Regions from separate parts of the Mus musculus genome. Here regions 1, 2 and 4 are each linked to region 3. A link is a contact called in public HiChIP or PLAC-seq and promoter capture Hi-C data. All regions are on one chromosome and are shown on one strand. Each heading gives the region's core, a stretch centred on a gene start, on an enhancer-like site or on the middle of the called end of the contact. The rest is flanking DNA. Distances are from core to core; before and after follow the strand shown.

Region 1 (2,700 bases), core at 137-2,636, 640 kb after region 3:
CTAACTCACAGAGCCATCTTGTCCCCTGTGTTACAATGAATCTGGCCATGGAGTCCTGCAGGCAATGAGCTTGTGATGGTCAGATTTGAGCTATAGAAATACTAATTGGGTGCAGGATCGGGGAAGGTCTGAAGAAGAGGCCAAAGGGACAGAGGAAAGGGGACAGGGATCTGATCTGAAGAGGCAATCAGTCCCCAGATTATCACAGGCCTATCATGCAGGGGCCATGTTCTCATGCAAGGCAAAGAGCTTAGCCAGAATCCCATCCATAGAGACCGAGGACTGCGAATGAGGAGTCCAGAGTGCAGAAGGCAAGATTGCTGGGCCCCTGAGGGCCCACAGATTGGTATAATAAAACCCACCCCAGACATCAGGCATTGTCACTTGCAAAGTAAGTTTTCAGGCAATGAGAGGGTTGTAAAGGCAGAGCAGTGCCAATTACAGCAGCATTATCCAGGATTATGAAGCTCCTGAGAGGTGGTTCACGCTACGAGGCATGTTGTGCCTGGTAATTTCTAGGGCATGCCTGGGATCTCACTGTCCAAGCTGCCAGGTATAGGTTGCTAGGCAAACCTAACTCTCTAGGACCTGCACTGGCCTTCCTCTGTTTTACCAAGGATGTAAACCAACAGCATTCTCTCTCTCTCTCTCTCTCTCTCTCTCTCTCTCTCTCTCTCTCTCTCTCTCTCCCTCTCTTTCTCTCTCTCTCTTACACACACACACACACACACACACACACACACAGAGAGAGAGAGAGAGAGAGCAGGTGGTGCAAGGAAAATTTGGATACAACCATCTCTGCAGAGACTTCAACTTTCCATGGGTGTCTCCAACATTGCGTCCCTGGATAGCTCCTTCTATTCCGCCCCTACCTATGGCTTCATTCCAGATCGATGGAGACATGCTCACACTTGGAGCCAGTCCAGAGTTGCCCTATCTCCTCTGGACTCATTCGTTATGTTTCTTAGTTTCTCTCAACAATAGTTTCTGCTCTGGTAAGCCAGGGAGATCAGCCTCTCTCCCCCACCCCAATCTGCAGGTCTGTTTTCAGAATCCAACATGAGAAGACATTACAGAAAAAAAAAAAAAGTCCAAAGACAGAAATCAGTACAGTCTCCATGCTGGGCCTGACAGTGCCTACTGACACAGTGAACCTCCACCCTGAAAGCTAGAGGAATCCCTTTCATTCCCACAGAGAGGGCTCAGCAGGTATAGTCCAGGTGGGGGTAGGAGGCTGTTCCCTGTGATACCTTACACAGAGATTGTAAACAGCCTAAGAGGCCATTGATAAGGGCCTGATTAAATTAGGACCATCCATCCTTGTGTCCTCTGCTGTAATTAGAGTCTGGCTGCATCCACACACTGTCTTAGGCAGATCCCCACGTGGGCCTTTGTGAGCAAAGCCAATGCAAACAACAGCTACAGACTGACTGCACAAGCTCTTCAGAAGCCTCCCACAAACACCCCAGACTTTCTCCGTCCAAATGTACAGATGCGATAAAAGCCATCCCAGCGGCCTCGGTGGTAATCCCTAGGGAGGGGATTCAGATGGAGGCAGGAAGGTGGCAGGTGCATCAGAGCAAACTTCACCTTGTTGGAGTTTAAATGTTTCACCACACTCGGTGGCTGTGTCACCTGCTTGTGTGCGTAGTGAGCATTTCGATGCCAAGTGCAGAAAGCAGCAGTTAACCAGCGCTCAATCAAGGCTCGGGGGCCGTAATTATAACCACAGTTCACAGAGGAGTCGGTTCACAGTCTGCAGAGGTTCATAGAGCCTTGTGTCAGTGCCTCCAGGGCTGGGGTGTCGATTCAGGGACGAGGCCCCTCCAGTGGGCAAATGACATCCCCAGGCATTTAGGAGGGACAGATTGACGTCACTCAGCTTGGCTGGGCTGAGGCAATTGCCCACCTCTCCTGGAAGAGCTGTCTGCCAAGAAAACTATTGAACTACATAAAAATCCATCCCTGAAGTCCCAGAGGCATCCTTAGGCTGGAACACGGCCTTTAAATTAGATGAAGGGGAAAAAAGGCAGGTTTTGCCTGTAACTCGATTTCAGGTTAGTAAGAACTAGTGGTCAAAGAGCTGAAGCAGCCCCCGCCCCCCACAGCGGCCACCCACTAGAGTCCTGTGATAATGACTGTGAGGGACACTCTAGCCCCACTAAGAATCACTGATAACAAGCACATGTTCCCATGGAAACTGCTGCACAGAATCCTCTGACATTTTTTTTCTGGGGGAGGGGGGCACACAGTTCTTGTACCTAGTTCCTGTGTTTGGTTTTTAGAGGTGATTTTCTTCTGTAAAGATGGGGGGAGGGAGCTGGCACCAACTGAGGGGGCAGGCAGGGGCCGTCAGATTCCAGCCACTTACTACTCTTGGAGAGGCTGAAGGTGTGGAGCCTGAGGGTGCCAGAGCCCTTGAAATGTTCCTGATGCCCTAAGACTCTGAAGAAGCTAATAGGCAGCAAAACCTCAGAGGGACAGCAACCTGGACCAGAAAAAAAGATGGAAATTCCTCCAGGCAGGGACAAGGATTAGATTCACCAAAGAGATAGTCATATCAGCCTTCCTTGCCAGTCCAGGGCTCCCCTTCACCTCCCCCATCTGGCCAGCCTCTCTTGAGTACTCTTCCAGCTGGACCCCTTCTAAGGGATGCTGCTAGACTCAGAACCACCCCTTCCCTCTGCATCCCTCCTCCTA
Region 2 (2,811 bases), core at 274-2,773, 540 kb after region 3:
AGCAGGCCCTGAGTTAAAAGGAACCTGGTAACAAGTTTTGGGACCTAGGAGAGAAGAGTTATATTCAAGCTCCACCTCTCACTAGCTTATGTATTCTGTGGAGAAGGAATAATGAACTCTTAGGTCCACTGGGTAGACATTTTAGGACAGTTTAGAATTCTTTGGCCTAAGTCCATACATTGTTTTTGTTTTTAACGTAAATGTTAGCTTCCTTTCCTCTCTAAGTTAAAACTTAATAAAGGCAATTCTCCTACTATCTTACCTATGTAAGATCTCTCATATACATACGTACATACATACACACTCACAAACTACCACAGTAAAGCTTTATAGTAATTTTTTCATAAGCCATAAAACAAGCATAATACATACTTGAGTGTGAGAGGTGCTTCTAATTCAAGTAACTGGCACTTTTTCAAATCATACAGTAAACATGAGGTCATAATTCAAGTCCTAATAAAAAATTCCAAATAACTCATATGTATAATCTTAAGTGTCTCCTTATGTGACAGGCATGATTTTAACTAATATAAAAGAAAACCTTCTTTTAACACATACACAAGATAAACATTATGAGCCCATTTTGCCATCCACGTTTAAAGACCATTAAGGCTATACAGACCAAAATTTTTTAAAAAATGATCTAAAAAAACCATAGTGAGCTATATTTTATGGGGAATTGAGCAAAAACAAAAAAACAAACAAAAACAAAACAAAACAAAGTCTTCCACAAACAAGAGCAAAATCCAAGTTGGTCTAAGAGTACTTACCATTCAAAAGCATATGGCCCAGGGCCCTCACACACCAGAAAATCAGTAAAACTAACGGGTTCTTCAGCATCTGCCAGGGAAGTACCCTGCTACCACTAGGAATAAACCGGGGATGCAAACCATTTACTGCATCCTGAGGTGGATATTAATTCTGCAAGCCTACTACATCGCATAGCTAATTCTACTTTATCCCTACTCCAAGACTGAAATTGGAATTTGAAGTTAGCCAAGTAAGAGTCACCTAAAAGATCTTGAAATAGCATCCCTTCCCCACGTGGAAAGGGCTTCCAACAAAAACAGACCCAATCATCGCATCCATATTTCCCAATTAGCCAGTGCTTTTTCGGAAAACTCTTATCACAAAGGAAAAAAAAAAAGCATAATAATGTGCATTCAACATAAGCTAGACTGCTATTAATAGTGTGCGTTTTCTCTTCAGAAGCACAGAAAAGCACTGGGAATTGAGCACAAACTACCCTGACCAAGTTACTTCTCAAGCCAGTGAGGCGCATCTTACATCTCTCAGTAAAGTTCCTATGATCAAAATGAGAGCGAGCACAAAACCGGAGTGGAAGAACCACCAAACCAAACTCAAATAAACCTTCGAAATGTCTGGCCTGCAAGGGAGTCTTTAACAGAAGTGTAATTGAGGCATGAGAGGGTAGGTAACTTGCCCAGGGCTACAGTTTATTTGGTGGCCAAGCTGGAAGTGCATTCCAGGCCTCCTAGATCAGAATTTAGTGCCGTTTCCCCAGCTGCCAATGCCACCCCATGTAAAATCTTTTATAAAACTCTTCACTAAGGCTGTTAACATAAGGGTCCAATTATCATTCAAAGATCAGCCTGTTAGATAATAGCTCAAAAATTCCATCCATTTTTATAGCATTTACCAGAGTCATCTAATCTCTGGAGGGAGAACGCAGAGCTCGGGTAGAAACCCCTAATTCTGATTCGTCCCCAAAGGAGTTGAATACAGGCAGGCAAGCAAAACTGGTGTCCGCACCCACAAACCGTGGAGGAATCCGCAGCTCCACTGCCCCCCCCCAACACACACACACACACACACACTAAATTCCACTCCCATCCCGGCGCACTCAAGACATCCCACCTCCCGCCGCAGGCCGGATAGCAAACTCTTCTATAAGCCACCACTTTTCCGTGAGAATGAGGAAGAGAGACTCAGAGCCTCGCCTTCCCATCCCCTACCCGCGAGAAAGAGCTCCTTCGTGGACTCCGCGGGACCCTGCGCCCTGCCCTGCTCACCGCGGCGGGGGAGGGGAGAGCGCCCCACACAGGAAGTGCATCCTGCGCCCCTAGCTCGCGCCCCGCCGCCGGGTACCTGCTCTGGGCCGCCGGCAGGCGACAGGCAGCCGCATCCACATGGCCTCAGGTGTTCGCGCGGCTGCTCCGCCAGCCCCAGCCGGCCCCTCCCCGGCCCGCTCCAAGCCCGGCCCTTCACGGGTGCCTCGCCCCCAGCCCCCGGCCAAGAGGCCAGCAACGCCGGTCCCCGCGGGGCTGCCAAGAACGTGGACCCCTCAGCACCTCAGGCCGCAACGACCAGGTATCTCCGCCCGCAGCCCCAGAGCCTCCGGCCGCTCTGCCCTGACGCCGGTCCTGGCCGTTGACCCCTCGGCAGCCCACGCCGGTCCCCTCAGCCCGCTCCGCGACTCCCGAGGCTCAGCACTTGCAGGGCGGGCCGGGCCACGACCTGTGCTCCCAGCAGCCAGCCTGAGCGGCGCGGCCCGGTCCCGGCCCCTCGGGCTGCCCTTTCTCCTCAGGCCGGGCGGCGGTTACCTGCAGGAGCCCCCCGGCCCGTCCCTCGGCCTCCGCCGGCGCTGGGAGGGGAGGGGGCGGCGGCGCGGCGCGGGGTGGGGGTGGGGGTGCCTCCACCGCCTCCAGCGCGGACGCCCAGGCCGACGGCGGGGCGGGCCGGGGCCGCGGCCCCTAGAGGCTCGCTCCGGCCCGCGCGCTCGCTGGCTCACTCCCCGCTCCGGCGCGCCTCAGGGAGGGCTCCCCCGGCTGAGGCCGTGGCCGCCTCGCA
Region 3 (2,817 bases), core at 195-2,694:
ATTGCAGAAATGGTGAACACTAGGCTAGGTTCTGAGAGAGCTGTCACCAAGGTCAGTGCGCACACAGGGATTTCAGGAAAGAACTGTACAATGACAAACTGAGACAAGTTTAAGTTGAGACAGAACCCGTCACTCAGAATCTTAGTATTTGTGAAGCATCAGGCCCAGAGACTGAAGGGTGCAGTATTATAACTACTGTCAGGTAAACTCCAGCCTGAGGTGGGCATGGTTTTTTTGTTTTGTTTTTTCTCCAGTCTGTGTTCTAATAACTAAGAGGAATCTTCTCCCATCAGTGCCTCCCCCGAGTTTTATATCAGTTACTTAAGTAACCTATTTAATACAGTAACTCCCGGAAGAAGACAGTATTATGGCCATTTCACAGATGAGCAAATACCGGTGAAAAATCTTACCCAAGGTCACACAGCTAATAAAGGTCGAAACTGAGGACAGTGTGGCTGCCTCTCAAGCAGTGCTGAGGCGTGCTGTGGAGCTGTTGTTACTCATTGGAAAACGCCTTTCCCCTCAGATCAGCTCAAGTTAAATACATGTCTACTCAACAACAAAAGATGTCCCTGACATATGTAGGACATTTGAACTCTCGCTAACCCCCTTTTAAAATCCACTACAGTGGCAGCATTGAGGGAGACAACCAAGATTGCAGATTCACACTCGCCACTCAGGTGAACAGACTAGATTCTCCCACCTACGGGAAAAGGCGTGTTTTGCAGCAGAAGGGGGTTAGACTTCAAAATTCTGGGGCAAGCTGATCTAGTGAGCAAAGCTGGGGAGCTCTGAGGGGCCATTTCGTCTGGAGGCTTCAAAGGGCAGCAGGCAGCTACTGGGTGACCTTCGTCAAGTCGTTTCCCTCTCGTGATGCAGTTTGTTCTCCAGACTAAGTAACAGATAACTGCTAAAGCCCTTCGCCACTTTAGTTACAAAATCGAATGGGCATCTAGAACCTTCTCTGGAACTGTAAAGCTGGGTTCAAGAAGCACCCGGGGCTAGCTCAGGACCGCGGACGCCCCTCCCAGGGGCTCCATAAGAAATAAGGAACAAAGGCCACCAAAGCAACTGGGGCGCTCGGAAGCCCTGTCCCGGTGTGGGGCACTCTGGCTCGGGTGACCCCCTTCCCCCGAAGCCCAGGGCTCGTTTCTGTCCCACTACGTGACCTCAGCTCGGCCGAGAGACCTTGGGCAGGTGCCTCCGGCGCCCCGAATGCACCCCTGCCTCTCACCGGTGTTCGGCACCTCCCGATACCAAGCGCGGTAGAGCTCGCGCACCCTCCGCTTGGCCTCGTTCAGGTCGCGACTGAAAATGGGCTTCACCGAGGTACTGGCTGCCGCAGCAGCAGCTTGGCGCAGGCCGGTGGCCGCGGCCGCCATCTTGCCGAGGAAGCCCCGCCCCTTCAGCGTGCGCACGCGCGGTGCCACGGGACTCGCTGCCGTGCCTCCTGCAGTGCAGAGGGAAGGACTGACTGGACTAGGGCTCTCTGATTGGCTGGAAGCCTCGGGCTCTGCAATGCGCATGCTCTACCGCGGAAACACCGATCCGGGGTTGGCTCGTTCAACGGCGGCGCTGAGGAACCACCAGGAGGCGCAGCGTCGAGGCTTCAGGCAGCGGTGAGGCGCTCTGTCTGCTCTTACCAAAAGTTTGTTCCTTCAGCCAGGCGCCGTGGTTGGCAGGCTCGGAGGAGAAGACCTCGGGCATAGATAACGGTGCCAGGCGGCAATGGCAGTCTTTCCGCAGCAACAGTGCGTACTGCTGAGCATATTGTGTATGTGCTTCCGGAAAACCGTTTTCTTGTAGACATGGTGTCGATCGCAAAAGCGCCTCTGGCTTGAGCTTTTTGGCGTTTCTCAGCCCCGTTTGTTTACTTACTTCATGCCATTGTTTTGAGTTGTCGTCTCACTGCGCCTGGCCTGGAACTCACTTACGTAGACCAGCCAGGCTGGCCTCAGAGCTTGCAGTGATTTCTCTGCCTCTGCAGGTTTGTGCCCACAGCACTTGCGGTTGCCTTTTTGTAAATAAATGTGTGTGGGTGTTTTGGATGTTTGTATAGGTGTGCGCCACGTGTGCTTTTTGGAGTCCATGGAGGCCAAAAGAAGGCTATGGATTCCTCTGGGACCGACGGTTATGATTTGCTTTGTGGAGCTGGGAATTGAGCCCAGGTCCTTTGGCAGAGCAGTTAGAGTGCTTAAGCACTCACTGAGGCATCTCTCCAGCCCCGCAGTTACATTTGACCTTGCACTCCACATTTCCCCTGCTTCAGTCTCCTTAGTGCTACTTCACCTAGCCTAATCATTTCCATTTTAGACTAGGGATTTTACATCCCAAACCATGGAAGCTATATCTACCTCTGTATCTAATCTATATCTATACTCTATGGTATATATCTATATATATTCGCTGCTATATAAATAAAAGCTGAAGAATTGCTGCCTAACGACATTCTAATATAGTAAGTGCACCATGCTTTTATGGATATTTTTGTGGTGATTTGAACAAACAGTACTTCCAGTCAAAGTACAATGCACACAGATATGCTCAGCACACAGCATTTAAACTCTCATGGAGGAGAGCATGGCAGCAGGCAGGCATGAGTGGCCTTGAAGCAGCAGCTGAGGTCTTACAATAGAGAAAGACTGGGCCGGCCTCTAGTCACTTCTAGTGACACATCTTCAACAAGGGCCACATACTCCAACAAGGCCACACCTCCTAGTCCTTCCCAAAACAGTTCCACTAACTAGGGACCTAGCATTCAAACACATGAACTTATGGGGCCCAAACCACCACATTATTGATTTTTGTTTTTTTCTT
Region 4 (2,700 bases), core at 103-2,602, 590 kb after region 3:
ATGGGTACAGAGGCAGACAAAATAATGTCACTTATTCAAACATCCATTGTCAAGGTCCTGAGCTGGCCCTGGAACCAAAACTGAGTAAGCCTCCCTCATTCTTGAGGGCAGCCCTATAGGCTGGTAGAGGTGGGGACAGAAACAGGAGCTGCTGGTTACATGAATGGGCAGTGTAATGAAGTTAAGAGTCCAGGCAACTGGGACCCACGGAAAATGAGAGACCAGTGTGGTCGGGGTGGTGACAAGGAAATGTCCAGTGAGGGTGTACTATCTAGAAGTGTACGCAAATATGAGGGTCTCTGCTCAGCTCAGCCCACTGGATCCATGCGGCTGAGGTATACTATGTTCATTGTGCCGTCGCTGCAGCACCTGTCTCCCGCCTGCTCCTCTAGCTCCTTGAGGCTCAGAAGTGTTGACTGAATGGCAGGATCCCCAACAAGCTTCCACAGTGCTGACCCCCCCTTCCAGCACCAAGGGGTTCTCAGAGCTCACATGTGTACCTCCAGACGTGCCAGAGAGCCCCTTAAGGGCAGGACCAGACAGTGTCTCACCAGTAGCCAGAGGCTTTCTCACAGTGAGTGCTGAGGAAGTAGGGGTCTTGGAGGAGGGAGAAATGGCTTCCAAGGCCCTGTGGAGGCAAGCAAGATCAATTCCAGGAACTTCCAGGGGTCACTAGGAGCACAGAGACAGCAGTAAAGGGCGCAGTGTGACCTTCATGTCCATTGGTCCCAGCAGCCTGGTCCCAGAGGCTCAGAAAGGTCACCTACCACACAAGGCCCTTCCTCGCACCCCAAGTAGCCCTGCACCACCCATGGCCTCTGAATGTATCTACCAGGAGGGCACAGCTTGGTACCCGGTGCCAGATCCTATCTGCATCTCCAGGTTTCCAGGCTCATCCCTAGATGGCAACTGGGATGAAAATAATGCCCATCCACCCCCAAACCAGGAGCCTGAGAGAGCCAGGGGTGATTCTCACCTCCACCTTCATGTGTAGAGGGCCACAACCCAGCCAGGACGGAAATACAAGAGACTGTAGCAGGAAGCACCTATGGCGAGCAGCCCTTCCTCCCCACACCTGCCCACCACTCCCCGGAGAACAAACGCTCACATACTGTAACTCCACAACTTTATAAGCTGCAGAAGCTGAAGCCAGAGGTCCCTCTTCATCCTCCAATGGGAGAAGCACCCTGACAGCCAGGGTCTCCAGAGTGACAGAACTGTTTTCATGTCAATACCACTGGCATCACTACCACCTTCCCTCTGAGCGGCCTCATTCCTAGGTCTCTCCAGTCCTTTTCCTCCTGAAGCTAGCATGAAACATCCCTCCCTCCCCCACCCCTCTCCAGTGCTGCCAATGGCTCTCACTGAGTCACAGCTAGACTCCTTGGCTTCCAGCCCCTGATGCTGGCATCGGCAGCCCTTTCTGGTCTCATCCCCAAAACTTCAGTCTAAAGTCACCCTATCCCCAAATACAAAATGTCCCTTTCTGCTTCTGTGCCCACAGCTTCTCTCCCAGGAATACTCCTGCCCTGTGCCCCTTCACTGCCAAGTAGAAAGTGTGCCCCAAAGGCATGGCTCAGAGGCCTGGTGGCCTTGACAATCTCCGAAGACCCCTGAAGACCCACAGAGAATCCCAACCACAGTGCACGTCTGCCTCTGCTGAAGACTGAATGCTCTGCGTGCCGGGCTGCCTGACTCACTCCACACACCCTCAGCACTTGCTGGAACGAATAAATTACCTCATTTAGCCACAGAGCACGCCTGGCTGGAGTGTTGGCAGTTCAGCCAAGAGCCCTCGCGTGGAAACCACCACGCTGAAGGTGGCAATATTTCACCTCACCTAGAAGTGTACTGTGAGCGCTGGAGTCTCAATGGAGCAAGTGTTTGTGTGTGGCTGGGGAGGGAGGTACTGGATGATAAGCACTGGTTTAAATACATACGACATGGAGAAACCTCCAACCCCAACTGGACAGGGCCCACCATGCTCTCTGAGTCTCTTCACCATTCCACAGGGGACAAAACAGGAAAAGCACCTCCATTTCATTGAGGTGGGCACTGAACAAGAGATGGCCCAAAGAGGCCTCGTTTGTCAGGCTGGCATCAATGGGGCTTGTTCCTCCCTACTTGGGTGAGTGGTAACAGGGGTGGGACACAGCAGCAGAGCCACTGGAGAGCAGCAGTCCTGTACCTTTCACACAAGCAGGGATGGGCAGGGGAGAAAAGATGAGCCAGACCCTGCTGGAGCCTAGGCAGGGAATCACCGTGGCTTCTCCCCATGTGTGCCAGCCCATTCCTCGGCATCCCAGTTGGCCATGCTCCCAGAGCCCTATGGGGCAGGCAGGCCCAGGCAGCAAAGACCCTCACTGGAGGTCCCAACAAGCCCCAGCACAAGGCTGTATGCCAGGGATGGACTGGGTCCCGGTACCCACAAACATCCCGGCACGTTTATCTGCCAGAAGCCCTAGCCATGGCCACAGACCCTGCTAGGACACCCTAGGCCCCACCCTGTTTGCCAGGCCTGATTTGCATATGCTAATTAAGACACACATCCCTTGCTCCCCTTGGAGCCAGCTTGTTTGGGGAACGGCTGGATCTGGCTATACCTGTACCGTGCTGATGTCACGCCGAGCTATTTCCAGCCTGGTTGCCATGGGAACCACAAGGCCTCAGCTCCAGTTAGGAGTTCAATATATAATTTAC

The links. Promoter capture Hi-C pulls out the DNA fragments that hold promoters and counts their contacts. HiChIP or PLAC-seq counts read pairs in DNA pulled down with a chosen protein or histone mark.
Region 1: a promoter capture Hi-C map of hippocampal neurons shows a contact between it and region 3, with 3 times the contacts expected there. The contact joins the enhancer-like site here to the promoter of Ndufa6 in region 3. A contact is called at or near these places in 6 of 39 promoter capture datasets (the HPC-7 cell line, embryonic stem cells, frontonasal cranial neural crest and 3 more), 1 of 484 Hi-C or Micro-C datasets (embryonic stem cells) and 13 of 115 datasets of contacts at active chromatin or transcription factors (bone marrow-derived macrophages, differentiating embryonic stem cells, double positive thymocytes and 7 more).
Region 2: a promoter capture Hi-C map of stem cell-derived epiblast-like cells shows a contact between it and region 3, with 6 times the contacts expected there. The contact joins the promoter of Tbrg3 here to the promoter of Ndufa6 in region 3. A contact is called at or near these places in 21 of 39 promoter capture datasets (the 3T3-L1 cell line, 3T3-L1-derived adipocytes, the C10 cell line and 13 more), 1 of 15 datasets of contacts at CTCF or cohesin (the NIH/3T3 cell line), 10 of 484 Hi-C or Micro-C datasets (CD4 T cells, the G1E-ER4 cell line, LSK cells and 4 more), 21 of 115 datasets of contacts at active chromatin or transcription factors (astrocytes, bone marrow-derived macrophages, differentiating embryonic stem cells and 12 more) and 2 of 9 other capture datasets (adipose tissue and embryonic stem cells).
Region 4: an H3K4me3 HiChIP or PLAC-seq map of forebrain shows a contact between it and region 3, with 5 times the contacts expected there. The contact joins the enhancer-like site here to the promoter of Ndufa6 in region 3. A contact is called at or near these places in 3 of 39 promoter capture datasets (embryonic stem cells, hippocampal neurons and stem cell-derived epiblast-like cells), 1 of 484 Hi-C or Micro-C datasets (cortical neurons) and 11 of 115 datasets of contacts at active chromatin or transcription factors (astrocytes, craniofacial prominence, embryonic hindbrain and 4 more).

What each region holds. Positions count from the first base shown.
Region 1 is chr15:82,993,980-82,996,679 of GRCm38.p6, forward strand. No RefSeq gene overlaps it. Among named protein-coding and RNA genes, the nearest start is that of AW121686, 14 kb to the left of the region's middle. Within about 2 kb of position 1,387, at least 12 of the 459 cell types and tissues checked have an H3K27ac peak or open chromatin away from gene starts, as enhancers often do. A contact at or near this core is called in forebrain and hippocampal neurons, where this site is marked.
Region 2 is chr15:82,896,938-82,899,748 of GRCm38.p6, forward strand. Tbrg3 (transforming growth factor beta regulated gene 3) reads right to left here and starts at 1,524. Exons shown (of 1, transcript NR_027799.1): 1 at 1-1,524. The region is part of intron 1 of Tcf20 (transcription factor 20); the gene reads right to left. It overlaps Gm20324 (predicted gene, 20324), which reads left to right and starts at 2,143. Exons shown (of 4, transcript NR_045068.1): 1 at 2,143-2,331.
Region 3 is chr15:82,352,847-82,355,663 of GRCm38.p6, forward strand. It overlaps Ndufa6 (NADH:ubiquinone oxidoreductase subunit A6), which reads right to left and starts at 1,445. Exons shown (of 3, transcript NM_025987.3): 1 at 1,235-1,445. The coding sequence starts at 1,382.
Region 4 is chr15:82,939,294-82,941,993 of GRCm38.p6, forward strand. It overlaps a transcript of Tcf20 not described here. Among named protein-coding and RNA genes, the nearest start is that of Mir3080, 19 kb to the right of the region's middle. Within about 2 kb of position 1,353, at least 79 of the 459 cell types and tissues checked have an H3K27ac peak or open chromatin away from gene starts, as enhancers often do. A contact at or near this core is called in astrocytes, cortical neurons and forebrain, where this site is marked.